Linked DNA regions of Columba livia: region 2 is linked to region 1. The links are chromatin contacts, called in public Hi-C maps. All regions are on one chromosome and are shown on one strand. Each heading gives the region's core, a stretch centred on a gene start, on an enhancer-like site or on the middle of the called end of the contact. The rest is flanking DNA. Distances are from core to core; before and after follow the strand shown. Region 1 holds the start of PRRC2B (proline rich coiled-coil 2B). Region 2 holds the start of ABL1 (ABL proto-oncogene 1, non-receptor tyrosine kinase).

Region 1 (3,645 bases), core at 19-2,518:
ACAAAACCCACAACTCCCAGCTCATCCAAACGCCTTTCGCCAGCTTTGAATTATGGGGATCAGCAGGTTTTCAGAACCACCTTAATGAAAAACACCCTCCTAGTTCACACCCAACACTAGCAGACCGACCACCCCCCGGTGAAGATGCACAGTACAGGTCCTAGGAGCTGCATTAGGGTTTCCCCAGCTTGCAGCACATCTGCTCCCACGCAGACATGAAAATCTCCATCCTAAACAAACAAAAAATTATTTTCAGACCTACCTAACAAGCTCGCCCAGCACCAAGCGCACAAACTCCGTCCTTGTTCCCCCCCCCGCACTTCATCTTTGGGCCCCAACAGCCCTTTTGCAGGTTCCACAGAATAACAAACCCACCGAGCCTTCTGGATGCCACCCCCCGCCTTGTTTTGCTGAGACACACACACACACACGGCGCGACAAAAATATCTTTGTGTCACACTCCAGACGACGAAGAAAAACAAGCTGTCTTTGCAGCGGGGAGCCCCCCGCACCCCACGTTCCCTCTCCCCTGCTGCACCCCGCCGCGGAGCGGAGCGGCGGGGGGGGGCTCCGGACACCCGCCCCGCAAAACCACCCCCGGACCGGGGACAGGAGCCCGGACAACGGGCCCCAAGCCCAGGCGGCCCCCGCCAGCTCCCCCGGGCCTCACCGCGGCCCTCAGCGGGGATGGGGCCGGCCCGGCCAGGCCCTGCGGCCGCCCCTGGCGCCTCCATCCCCGCGGCGGGGGGTCGCACAATAAACACCGGCGGCTACAACAGCCCGACGTGGCGGGGCCGCCCCCAAAGCCGCTTTGGTCCTCCACAGCCAGGGCCTCGGCCCGGGAGACCCGCCAGGGCTGCGCCACCTCCTCCCCTGCGCCGGGCCGAGCCGGGAGGCCGCGGGGTGCCGCAGCCGCAAGCAGCCGCTGGCTCCGGCTCCATTTTAGGGCTGCCTCGTCCCACCTTCCCTCTCCCTCCCCTTCCTCCTCCCCCCCGGCCCCACTCACCGCCCCAAATATCCGCGGCCGCCGCCGCCGCCGGCCCCCGATACCCACCTGTGGTGGTGGCGGGGAGCCGGGACTGCCTGGGGAGCCGGGTGCGGAGGGGCGATGGGCTCAGGGAGCGGCGGATGGCGGCGGATTGCGCGGCGGCGGCGGGATGCGGGGCGATCCGGGCTCCGGCTGCCGCTCCCTCCTCCTCCCCCGGCCCGGCCTGTCAATCCCGCGCGGGAGGGCGCCGCGCCGCCGCTGCCTCCACCCTCCGCACAGCACCGCCTACAGGGCTCCGCCGGCACCGCAGGGGCGGCCCAAGATGGCGGGCGCAGGCGCAGAGCGGCGGCCGTGGCGGCGGCGTCGGGCCTCAGCGCCTTTCGGCGCCACACGAGCCCGAGGGCTGAGCAACAGTAACTCCGAAGTGTCAGAAAATATTTAACGTTCAAACTTGTTTTCGCATGGACCAAAAGACGTGCCGTATTCAAATGCAAAGCCCCTTACTGTCAACAACTGTGACCAATTTAGAGTGAACTAGCTCATCGCGTGCTGAAGCGACATTGTTGGTCAAGAAACCAGTTTCTAGCACGGCGCTATTTGTAGTTACTTTTGGTTTCTCTGCGAGACTGCAAATAAAAAGATGTAGACATTGACACTTTGTGAATACATTTAACTTTCCATTTAGCTATACCTTTATTCAGCATGACTGTAGACAAGGTAGCAGCAAACAATCATTGAAGTTTAAAGAACATTTTAAAAATAAATACCAGTGAAGCCTGACTGGTGGTTCTCACTGGTTTAATGGGCAGCAGGTTCAAAGGCAACCCGGAGGAACTGCCCCTTGGAATGATTTCAGATATATTAATACTTTTAAATTTATTCTCTCCTTAATGGTGATCAATTCAGTGGAGTAAGGCGAACACTCCTGTCCCAAAAAACCCAAGCTGTAACATACAAGTAGCTTCACGAGGCAAACGTGGTCCTTGCTTGGGTCAAAAAGAGCTTCAGGTCAGCACGAAGGAGTGTTCCTGGCCAGAAACTGGCACTAAAGATCTGGTTGTAGAACTTGCTATAACATGCAGTTCCTCTGCCCAGGGGTTTTCATAGCTTGGTAGACGTGGTCTCCTTGCACACAAGGACAGACCAGTCTCCCTTTAATTCCCCTTCCTGTAACAAACTCACATGGGTGCCTGTTAGTGGTGACATATTTCACAGTGGAAGGCCAGACTGCAGGTATTTATGCATTATTTCTTAGGGACTGCCCAGCAGTTTGCAAGAATGGCATAATATATATGTGGCACAAGCACCTGGGCCAGTCATGTGCTGTCACCCTGCTTGTCCTTGCCCATGAAGGGAAGGCGGCTTTGGAGGGATTTTGCAGCACGTTTCCCTGGGGCTGGCAGTGCCTCAGTAGAAAGAGTCCTCACCTCTTCCCAGGTTACAGGAACAGTGTCAGACCTAGATCACTGCTCAAGAGACGTGTTTGATCTCAAACAGTCACCAGGAGTAATGGAGGGGGAGGAAATGCATGAACAGCTTTCTGGACCATATGTGATGTTCCTACAGTTGATCTGTGCTGCTATCGAAGTTGCCAGGCACTGAGCTACCAAGATACGCACCAGCACTGCTGACAACCACGACCTGGTTGTCAGATCCCCTCCTTTTCTGGATATCAAAGTATTACACTCTCCTCCTGCCCCTTTGGTGTCTCATTTCCTCTTTCCCACAGTGTGTTTTTTCTGCCTAGAGACATCAGGCCAATGCTGTCCATTTTTCTCCTTATGCCCACCCTCCTTCCTGACATGAGCAAACTCCCACTCACACCGATTCCCCGGGCAGCCGGGCATCAATTAGGGGTGTTTAGTTTTTATTTCTCCATCGGTCAGACAAGTACACACACGCTTACACATACAAATAGCTCTTCTGACTTGCTGCTTGCCTGTACAAACCTCACTATCACTGTCCTCCACGAGAGAAACTGCAGGTCACTCAGATTTGGGCTGCTGCTTTTCATATTCAGCAAATTTCACTCTGCAACACCACGCTGTTTCACACCCTATGTCAGGTGAGGAGGAAGAGGAGAGTGAACCTTCTTGTACTCTATGCTGTTGATGCGCAATAACAACAAACACCCAAAGGCATTAATATTGCCCTTCAGGAGACTGGGCGGTGTGCGATCCCCTCGCTTTCACAGACTCATGCAGCCACCAACAACCCAAACCATCCGCAGGTGACTCATGCGGGCTCGGCCAGGTCAGCGTTGTGCACAGATGCTGCTGTCGTAAGCAGTTCTCCCAAGGTCTCTTCTGCATCTCTGAGGCAACAAATCCAAGGCCAAGGGAATAGATGCGCCAATTAAAGAACAAACTAATGCAACCTGTTGTGGAGATCAAAAGGCCAAAGTATGCAAACAAAAGATGATTCTACGTTCATTACCAGGTGTGTACACTGCAACCCCCACAAACTCAGGGCTTTTCCACCATGCCTAGTGGCATGCCGAAGCCAGCTCTACGGAGCTTTGCTAGTCTCGTGGCTCAGGACTGCTTTGGGGCTGGGCTTTTCTTCTCTGTTCAGAGCTGGGCATGATATGAATAGTGAAAGGACATAGCCTGCCCCCACCAAAGGGAAAAGCATGGCTCCACTTTGTCCTGGTCCAT
Region 2 (3,890 bases), core at 172-2,671, 240 kb after region 1:
TGTTTTGTTCCAATCAGTTGTCACAACAGCAGCATCCACAAACTTTCCAAAAGAAGTCTTTCGGGTTTTTTTTCCCCCACCAAGTAGCAGAGTCCTTTTTGTAAAGAGAATTAAAGAACACTTGTCACTGACCACAGCATCACCACCAGCTGTGGCTGGTCCATACCCACGAAAGACACAACTCCAAAAATATAAAACACTTTCCCAGACTTTACACCAGAACATATCTGAGGCAGAAATGAGAAGCTTTTACAATGTTAAAATGTTACTTCCTTGTATTTCACATTTAGCTGTACAATAACAAGCAATCTTGACATGAGTATTTTCTTAACAAACAATCACAGAAGATGTGCATTAAGAAGCCAGGGGGAGAAAACAAAAGACTACCATAAAATACAATACCATACTCTTGAATAAATCCATATTGTATCTATCTCAGCAAAACAAAATTAAGCCTAAAGAAATACCAGCAGAAACATCCTACCATGTTCGACGAAGACGTTACAGTGTGGGCCCCCATGCCTCGATGACTCCTTCTTCCCTGCTCCTTTGATAAAGTGCAGGGCAGGCAGACTTGGCCTCCTTTGGTCCCCAAGAACTTTTCCAGGCTGCTGCCCCATAAAGTAACTATGGGCAGCCTTTCCCAGGATGAGAAGTTTCTCAAGAAGTCTGTGATCCCTGATCTTCCAGGCTGGGAAGGAGCTTTGAAGGAGAATGTATTTTAGGTAGGTGCGTTGGTTGCACTTGTTGCGTGATAAAGTCACTTGAGGTGAAGAATTAAGACAAGCGCAGATTCCTCCAGTGCTTTCAAGATGACAACAAGGCTCCTCAGGTGACTTTAGGCAAAATAAAAAAAAAGAGTAAAAGTTCCAACTGCTTAGTAATGACCAAGCCTTACCAAAGTTTCAGGCTGCCATTTGTAGTGTGTCTTCTACCAGGTAAAGCAGCATTAGTTCATCTCACAAGCAAGAAAACATACCTAGGCTCACCCAGGGCAGGAAACAGCCATTCCCGCTGCAACCAGTGTCAAGGTTTCTTTTTTTTTTTCCTCCTCCTTTTCTTTTGCATAGCATTGAGTTTGCGAAGGCCAAAGAGCCACGTTCTTTGCCTTCAAGTACCGCTGCGATCTAGCGGGATCGAGCACGCCGAAGCCATGCCAGCTCACGAGGCGAAGCGGAGGGGACTCCGGGCCTGGTGGGCTCCACACGCTCCCGGGGACGAGGGGAATGGCAGGTGGGCTCCTCACGCCGCCTCGGCTTCTCCCATCGCAGGCCTGGGGCTGCCCGCACCGCCGCTACCTGTCCCCCGCCGAGGCGCCGCGGGCCAGCGGGCCATGCGGGGCCATGGAGGCGTCGAAGCAACGCTGGGGCGGCCGGGCCGGAGCAGGTGGCCGCCCTCCCGGCCTTGCTGCCCGCCTCAGGCGGAACCGGCTGCCAGGGATGGGCTGCGAGGCCGGGGACGAGCTCCGGGAGGCCGACTCCTGCACAGCAGCCAGAAGAGGTCAGGCGGGGGGGAGCGGGCCGGCTGCATCCCCACGGAGGAGGCCGGGGACGGGCAAGGCCCGGGCGGGCAGCGGGGCCGAGCCCGGGCGGGACGCGCGGGGGGCGGTGGGGCCAGGCGGCCGCACGCCCGGGGGGAGCCCCGCCAAAGCCGGCAGGAGGAGGGGAGCGAGGGGCCGCAGGGCTGGGGGTACCCCGGGTGCTGCCGCCGGAGGAAGGCGCGGTGCGGAGCGAGACTGGCGGGGGGCGGCTGCAGGCGGCGAGGGAGATCCCGGAACCCCCGGCGCGGCTCAGCCCCGTCCCCGGCCGGCGGGGCGGGCGGTCACATCCCCTTCCGGCCCCTCCTCCTCCACCGCCCCCGCCTCCCGCCCGGCCCGGCCGCTGCTCCATCGCGCCCGGCGCCATGACGGGAACGGGCCGGGCGGAGAAGGGGCAGCCCGGGGAACATGGGGCCGTGGGGTCTGTGAGGGAAGAGCCCGAGGAGATTGGGGGGGGGGGAATTCTCGGAGGGGAATGAGGGACCAAGCAGGGGGATGCGTGGGGTGAAGGAGAGGGTGAGGGGAGCCATGAAGAGGCACCGACGGGGAGCAGTGAGGGGACAGGGACACAGAGGTATCGCCAGGGTGAAGCCATGAGGGAAATGGTGCTGTGAAGGGGCCAGAGGGGAAAATGAGATGGATGGGGAGGGCACGAAGGGGGTGATGATGGAAACCTTAAGGGGAGTGGGATGAAGGTGAAGATGGTGGAAAGGACAGGTGGAAGAGGGATTTTATAGTATAACAAATGCCAGCCAAGGGCCCAGAAGGCTCATGTCAAATCCCTTACCCCTTTGCAAGGGCCACCCGAGTTGTTTTCCCCGAGATCTGTCAAGAGCTCCTTGGCTCTCAAACCTACCAGAGCCTTCCCAGGTCTCTGGATTTCTCACAGAGATGGGCAAGGAACAAAGGGATCCTCACCAGGTCAGCTGCCTGCACAACCATCAGCTTTTCCACAACCCGGGATCGGCCACCCTGCTGGCACAAAGGATCTCCCTGCCTTATTAACGCTGTCAGAGCACACGCACAACGCGATGCCAAAACCAGCCACGGAGGCCAATGAATTTGACAGATATTTTATTGATCTATTTTCCTGCAACATTTGCTACAAAGAAGAAATTAAACCCCCAATTTCAGCCTGCACTGTGCAGCACACGCATTCCCCGAGCTAGAGAGCACAGACGGCGACGCTGAAGATATTTAGTTTCTCATACGTTCTCCAGTTCACCTTGGGAATAGAAGAGGGTTGAGGCAGCAGCTTGAGGTCAGGGTGTTTTGGTCAAAGGTCTGTGGCTGCTCCCACTCAACAACAGGAGGACACACAAATGCAATTTTGTGCAGTAGCCTCCTGCTCAGCGTAACCATCTGGACACAGAGCGGTTTGTTTATACTGACTCCTCCCTTGTGACAAATCCAAACATACTCGGTGTCTCCTACGCCATATTCAAGGTCCCTGGCAGACGCGTGTTTTTCATCTTCCAACAATAGCATCTGAAATGTAGCACTTCATAGGGCCCTAAGGGATCCTCCACCTCTGCTGTGCCCGTCTGCTCCCACATCACTAATTCTTAACCAGGAGACTGATCCCAAACCATTTTCTATTGCATTTCTCCATCAGTGACTCATATTGCTGGTACTGAGGCTGTTTGTGCTACACACACACAGGAGAGAGAAGTTCTGGTACGTTTTGCTGAGACAAATCCAGGGTCACATCTCTTGAACCCAGCAGAATCTGTCCAGGTTTATCTCAGTAATGGAGATCAGCTTCTGGCTGTGGCATCCTAACAGTCAGGTGTTTCTTTTGATGCTTTGCAATCGTAAGCAGCAAAGCGGGGCAGGTTCTTTGCCAACAGTCCCCAATCGCTTTCCACTCAGCAGTTGCTCCAAAAGCATCTCCCATTTCCCAAAGCAGTGCTGTAGTTAATCGGGGGCTACACACAGGCAGATGGGCCAGCTGGTCACTCCCAAATACCAAAGCAAGGTATCTGTCCTCTTTTCCTTCCTGAAGGGTATTGTATTTTATGTCCCCTGCCCTGCTGCCAGTTTTTGTGAACATGATTGTCTCATGTTAACAAATCTGAAGTTGCCCAGTGTGTTCAAAAATTATTAGAGAACAGAAAGATTGCATGAATGCAGAATAAATTAAAATCTACAGACTTTTTCAATCAAGCCTTGCGTGTGGCCTGTATATATCCCATACATTTCATAAAAGAAATTTCAATACTTTTTCTGTTTACCTTAAATTATGTGTGGTGCAGTGGTGCAGTGATGCTTCCTCCATAACAATATCCTAAAGCTTCAACCTTTTTACCAAATAATAAACTTTAGCACACTAATTAGCAGTCCTCGGGAACCT

The links. Hi-C and Micro-C count contacts between places; a contact is called where the count stands out from the background.
Region 2: a Hi-C map of crop shows a contact between it and region 1, with 1.7 times the contacts expected there. The contact joins the promoter of ABL1 here to the promoter of PRRC2B in region 1. A contact is called at or near these places in 2 of 2 Hi-C or Micro-C datasets (crop and liver).

Annotation. Positions count from the first base shown.
Region 1 is chr19:4,632,799-4,636,443 of bColLiv1.pat.W.v2, forward strand. It overlaps PRRC2B (proline rich coiled-coil 2B), which reads right to left and starts at 1,269. Exons shown (of 32, transcript XM_065035788.1): 1 at 1,055-1,269.
Region 2 is chr19:4,869,840-4,873,729 of bColLiv1.pat.W.v2, forward strand. ABL1 (ABL proto-oncogene 1, non-receptor tyrosine kinase) reads right to left here and starts at 1,422. Exons shown (of 11, transcript XM_065035191.1): 1 at 485-1,422. The coding sequence starts at 620.